Linked DNA regions of Mus musculus: region 2 is linked to region 1. Evidence: chromatin contacts called from public Hi-C data. All regions are on one chromosome and are shown on one strand. Each heading gives the region's core, a stretch centred on a gene start, on an enhancer-like site or on the middle of the called end of the contact. The rest is flanking DNA. Distances are from core to core; before and after follow the strand shown.

What was found. Hi-C and Micro-C count contacts between places; a contact is called where the count stands out from the background.
Region 2: a contact with region 1 is called in a Hi-C map of uterus, with 5 times the contacts expected there. The contact joins two enhancer-like sites. A contact is called at or near these places in 3 of 484 Hi-C or Micro-C datasets (3T3-L1-derived adipocytes and uterus) and 2 of 115 datasets of contacts at active chromatin or transcription factors (T-cell acute lymphoblastic leukemia and bone marrow-derived macrophages).

Annotation. Positions count from the first base shown.
Region 1 is chr2:74,998,865-75,002,012 of GRCm38.p6, reverse strand. No RefSeq gene overlaps it. Among named protein-coding and RNA genes, the nearest start is that of Gm46748, 61 kb to the left of the region's middle. Within about 2 kb of position 1,547, at least 46 of the 459 cell types and tissues checked have an H3K27ac peak or open chromatin away from gene starts, as enhancers often do. A contact at or near this core is called in T-cell acute lymphoblastic leukemia and uterus, where this site is marked.
Region 2 is chr2:75,588,645-75,591,893 of GRCm38.p6, reverse strand. All of the region lies in intron 2 of Gm50595, which reads left to right. Among named protein-coding and RNA genes, the nearest start is that of Gm39853, 23 kb to the left of the region's middle. Within about 2 kb of position 1,518, at least 17 of the 459 cell types and tissues checked have an H3K27ac peak or open chromatin away from gene starts, as enhancers often do. A contact at or near this core is called in T-cell acute lymphoblastic leukemia and uterus, where this site is marked.

The sequences.
Region 1 (3,148 bases), core at 298-2,797:
GGTTCCGAGCTAAGGGAGGAGAGGAAGACAATTCAGTGCATGGTCTTGGTAAACATGTCTGTCATTAGAAAGTGACAAGTTCCCTCTACTTGGTTACCTGGAGGGTTTGCATTACCAGGGATGTGAGCAACTGGTCCTTGTCCTTGAGTTTTCTTCTCCTCTCCCCTGCTTCTGCTTCTTCATTCTGAGCTGAACTCTTCTCCAGCTGCTTCTATATATCATATATCAAAAACGTCTGAACAGAAGAGGGACCTTCATTTATCCTATGGAGTGTTTCATCTATATGACACCAGGTCTCTACACGGGAAGAAGGAAACCTTAATATCTGCCTCTTAACGCTCAGCATTGTGTAGACAAAACATCTGCTCAAACAACTTAGTTCATGTTTCCGTCCGATTCATATCACAGAGACCCTCACACCCGTGTGCAGGCTGGCTTCTCCTCTACCGAGATCAAGCATGTAGCTGTCCTAGATTGCGTGTACGACTCAATGCATTAGACACAGAGAGAAAACAAAAAGACCATGGGGTCGTTTCCCTGTTTGCACTAAAAATCAGTCGGCTATTAGCTAACTTCCGTAGTTTCATCTAGTAACGCTGATGCTTGATTTAACAATATACTTGTGTGTGTGTGTGTGTGTGTGTGTGTGTGTGTGTGATATAGTGTCTGTATGTATACACATGTAGACCAGAGGTCAACACTGAATATCGTCCTCAGGTACTCTCTATATTATTCTTTGAAACAGCATCTCTCTTTGAACCTAGAGGTCACTGGTTCAGCTAAGATGGCTGGCCGGCAAGCCTCAGGGATCCTCCCGTCTCTGACGCCAGCATTGAGATTATAGGTATGTACCCCCACTCTCAGCTCTTTCCCTGGGTGCTGGGGATTGGAACACGGGTCTCACGATAGTTCAGCTTGTAGCTCTTGAGTTCTCTTCCCAGCCCTCCAAACAATATACTTTCATCGTCTCTTGTCAGTGTTTCAGCTAGAGTAGAAAACTTTAATATCTGCCTCAGAATTTCAATTTTATAGATTATTGGGGGCACATCATTTTCTTTTTAAGTGTGCTCTCTTAAAAGCAGAAATCTAGTTTAACAAGCTTCTAAAATTTAATTAAAAGGCAAAATCTTGCTCCAAAGCTTTGAGACGAGGGAGACCGTGTATCTCAGGCATGAGGTCCAGGTCCAGCTCCCGTGAACACATGCAACATCCCCATAAGAGCTACGTTAAATGCTGCTCCCTCACTGCCCAGAAAGAGCAGCTGTAGTCAGTCAAGTTCAATGTCAGCTCCACCACCAGTGGAGTCCACAACAGAGCAGAGAACTTTCCAGATCTTCCTCCCAAACTGGCCCCGAGACAAACCCGGCTGGCGCAGAGTGCGCACGAGGTGAAAAATAAAACTCTTTTTGTGTTCCCCGAGGCAGACCGTGAAACTGTAAAGATGAGCTGGCATTTTGTTTTATTTTGTGTAATAAAACTGCTCTTTTCACAGCAGTTGGCCCTGGGGGAGTTTCAAATTGCACTGCTCGGCTGCAGCTGTGGGTGTGGCCGGACTCCATCCCAAAACAGTTTGGAGGCCACAGCTGTGTTGGGCCCAGAGGATCTTAAAATTAACATCTGGGCTGCATCCTTTCAAGTTTGCCCCCCCCCCCCCCCACCAAGTCGAGTCGTTTTCACAGGGCAGGAGCACTGATTTGAAGAGTCTGTTCTTGCCTTAACCAGAGTTACTTGAGGAGTATCAAATTTTACCAAAGACTGACACTCGCATTTGGCCTGGGTCACTTTCTGAATCGTCCCCGGGTGATGCTGCGGTTAGGCATGGGAAACCCCGGAGCAGCATTTCTCTGATCTACAAGCAGTCAGTTTCCCGGGAGTAACAGGCTGGTAGATTTTATTTGTGGTAGTTGTTCATATTTACGAGTTCTCGGATCCTTCTTATGTGTTGCCGTTCCTGTCTGCTCTCACATCTGGGGAGTGTGTGTGACCTCTGAACACATTCACCCTCTGAGTTGAGGGTGGAATCACTGTTCTTTCCTGGGGTCTTCTTTCCCGACCTTGGACCAGAACAGCAACGTGGGCATCATTTGGGGAGACAGGAAAAGCCCCTACCAGACCACCTTGGTCTTGAGTGGAGACCAAGACAGCTTTGGGAGGGAGCCGCACTGCCTGGTGAGCCAAAGCACCCGGAGCCACCAGAGTCAGTGCTAGCCATCAGCTTTTGGGTAGGGTGAGCCTGGGGGAGAGGAACTGTTGAGTAGAGAAAGCCTCAGCTTTCAGGTGTCCTTTCCCCTCATGCAGTCTGAGGGAGTTTAGTTCTTGCACCTGGCATTCCTATTGCCTGGTCTGTGTGCTTCCTGTCAGGCCCACATCCCAGCCCCAGCTGAAAGACAGATGCAGAGGCCCTGACAACATGGTCCAGCACCTGAGGCCACTTCACCTTTCATGTTGTTGGGGACAGAAACAGGATAAAGGGTATAAAATCCCAAAGCTAGCCTCAAGGGAATATGTGGGTAGTAGTCAACTGGGCAGAGAAGCCCTTATTCAAACAGAAGACAGAAACACCTACAGTGATGACAATACAAAATGTCTGCTCTAGACTGCCAGGGTGCCTTCTGCCTTAAGGAAGGGGCAATTCTTTCTCCTCTCCTCTCCTCTCCTCTCCTCTCCTCTCCTCTCCTCTCCTCTCCTCTCCTCTCCTCTCCTCTCCTCTCCTCTCCTCTCCTCTCCTCTCCTCTCCCTCCCCCCCCCCTCTCATCTGTGGAGAGCTAAGCTCTCTGGAAGATACCCTGATCACAGGCTCAGGTAAGGAACACAGAACACAGGGAAATCTTTCCTGTTAAAACTCAGAACAAGCTCCAGGTCATGGCCATACTCCTGTCTTATCACTCCTGTCCCACCCCAGTCAGTCCTGTAAAGCCTACATCTGTCTGCTGCTGGCCTGAATCTGCAAATAGGGGCATCCAGCTGACTGATAGTGTTCATATCACTCACAAAGGAAGTCTGGGTGCGATCCTGAGATGAGGGCCTCTGGCAAGTTGTCACTTCTGCTCCTCTCAGTCTGGAAATGGGGAGAACAGCCTGGGGTTTGAGCTTTAAGGTGGCAAAGTGTTTTCTTTAGGTTAGTCACCATTTCCAGATGTCATTGGTG
Region 2 (3,249 bases), core at 269-2,768, 590 kb before region 1:
GAGTTCAGATCGGTCTGAGGAACTTCCTAGGGACTGTGATTTGAATGAGGTCTTATACAACTTGGCTAAGAAAAAAAAAAATGAAGTGCTTTCATCCAGGAAATAATGTGCAGAAAAAGAGGAGAAACAAGAAAGACTTATTTTTTTGGAGTGGGGGGGGTGTTAAAAATCAAATTATTGGCATGACTGTGCATTGCTGAGACTCAAACCCAGGGCCTTCATGCATGCCAGTCAATACGAACCTTCCCCTTTCTCCATAAAGGTAAAAGTAACACAGCATTTTGATATTTGATGTATATGTATATATATCAAATACACACACACACACACACAGACACACACACATGCACACACACACAGACACACACACATGCACACACACACAGACCACACACACACACACACACACACACACACACACGCACACACACACGAATGCACGCACACACAATCTTATTGAAGATAGAGTTTTCATACACTGTATTCTGGTTGTGGTCCCCTCCCTCTCTATTTCTCTCAGTTTTCCCCTCCCCTCTCCTCCCCTCCCACTGAGGTCCACTCCCTTTCTGTCTTTCCTTAGAAAACAAACAGGCTTCTAAGGGATAATAATAAAATATAATGAGATAAAACAAAAACAAATCAGAATCTAACAAAACAAACAAACAGAAGGCACAAGAACTCAAGAAAAGGCACAAGAATCAGCTGCAGACAAAGAGACTCACTTCTTGGCACACCCATAAAACCGCAAACCTGGAATCCATGGTGTATACACAAAACCTATAAAGTAAAACTAATTGTAATAAAATAACAGTAACTTTTTCTTGCACCACCACTACCCGGTGTATTTATTTATTTATTTTAATAAAAAAGCTCTGACGTAAGGAGTTAGGAGACAAGGAACCTTAAAGTCACCACTGGGTTCCTTTTCAGTCGGCCTCTCCTGTTGGGCACTGCAGCCTGCCCTTAAGAGTGGTTTGTTTCTCCAGTGAGACTTCCTTGGAGAAAACAAAATTTTCATTTCCAAGTGGTTATAGATTGGAGAGAGTTTCTGGATTAGCACTGTGGAGTGTGTCCTCTCCTCCTTTCATCTGCATCTGGTGCAGGACACCCCCCCCCCCCCGCCCCGCCCCGCGTGCTACCTCCATCTCTGGGAGTTCATATGTGCACCAGTCCTGTTGTGTTTAAAAGTCTTGTTTCCTTGGTATCTTCCACCCCTCTGGCTCTTTTTGCCTCCTCTTCCCCTCCGGGTTTCCTGAGCCCCAAAGGAAGGGCTGAATAATATTTATATTTGAAAAGACAGTCTTGAAGCTTTTGTGAGTTAATGCATTTGACACTTTCTTTTAAAATATGTCCCCTTCCTCGTCGGTTTGACTATAGTATGAAGAAAAGTGTATTTATTGGCGAACTATAGGGGTTGCAGATTTTTATATAACCCACCATGTCTTGATGACACCCCAGGCAGATCGTGTCCACTAGGTGGCGCGCATGGGCCTTCGCTGTAATGCTGTGGGTTTTCTAAACCAGGCTAGGGAGCGCTGTGCTATCCCTGGTGAGGCAGCTTGCCCAAGACCAACTCCAAATGCCTTAAGCCTGGGGTTCCCACAGCTGCAGCTTGCAGCCTGATCAACCTCAAACCGCAGGCTGCAAAACCAGAAGCCCCTGAAGCGGCTTCAAACCAAAACACTGAGGTGGACAATGCCATGGCTATTTAGAGGAAAGGGATAAAGACACGAGGGGAGCATTAAAAAGAACGAGATCCTTCTGCACTGGTTTTCATGACAGTATAATTTTCTCTCATGTTGTAAGGTTGAGCACAACGTGAAATCGAGGCTAGATTCTGATGCAGATTTCAGAGTGGGAGGGGAAGGCATTTTGTTTTTCTTTAGGAGAGCGCCAGCTGATTCCCTTTATTTTCCAGATGAAACGCTGACGGCTTTGTCATAGTTTTATCCTTTATTACTGGTCTAAAAAGGGACAGGTGTCTTCCTTCCAATCCGAAGCAGCAAGTAATGGCTTTGGCATCATTTCTTTGCCTCTTTTAAGTTTATGGAAACCCATTTCTCATTGTTAGGCTAAAGATGCAGATCAGAACGGAGGAGCCTGATTCTTGTCACAGGAAGGCTGCTTCTCAGGCGATTAGAAAGCAGCAGCCGGGAGTCTTGACAGGAACGCGTGACAGATAGCTATGGCAACGCAGTTACAGACCCCGCACGCAGGGCCTCCAAAGCCCTGGGTTACCCCGCACGCACGCGTACAACTCTGCTTAGGAGCAACCCTGAGACCGGTTCTACGCGTTTCTGCAAAGCTTGCCTGTGCTGGTTTATCTGAGCTGGCTGAAGGCGGTGGGGGAACACGAGGCCTTTTTCCTGTAGTGTAGCTCAATGCAGCAGCATCTCTGTCTTGGGTTCAAGGGTACCCCGATTCTGTAATTACAGATCGGCAAGCTCATTTTGATTTCGGCCAAAATAACTCTTAAAAAATTTAAAGGTATCTTTGTGTGTCTGGTGTTTTGCCTGCACCATATCCTGAGCACAAAATAAGATTTTTTTAAAAGTCAAATTTATAGTTCCTGTAAAATAATAATAAAAGTACCTTTTTTTGTACTTGCCCAGGGTTCTTATGTATGTAATCCTCTTTTTATGGTGCTGATGGCAGGCTTTCAATGGATTTCTTAAGATCTCTTCCAATGGTATATAATCTTGGTTCAGAAATATGCATTAGTTCAACAAACCCAGACAGAAAAGTAATTAGGGGTGTATGGAAATAGTGGAGTAGGGACAGAGTGATTCTTTTAAAATGGGCTTTCCTAATAATTTCGTTTACTTAAAGAAAGGTGGGTGAACTATCTGCATTTCTGGAAGGCGTGTTGCCTCTTATTCAACCTGTGCTTATTGTTTCAAAAGACAGGAATTAACAAGCAGAAATAAAGCACCTTTTCTACAGCAAAACATTTAATTTTACTTACTAAAATGTTAGATTTCAATACAGACCCAGGAGCCAGCAATGTCTGATATATTACTAGAGAAACATCTGGAAGTGGCTGTAAGGACGGCTGAGTGAGTGTAAGGTTCGCGATATCATCTCTGGATGTAATATACTTCTTACCTCTGGGTGGCGCTGTTCAACTGCTTCTTGTTTTTATGTGCCGTTGAAAACCTTTGCTTCCTGTTAGATGCATTCCTGAAAGAATCTGTTAAAGAGACATTTCCTCTATCCACAGTTACGCCTTAAATAACTTTCTTGTCACAT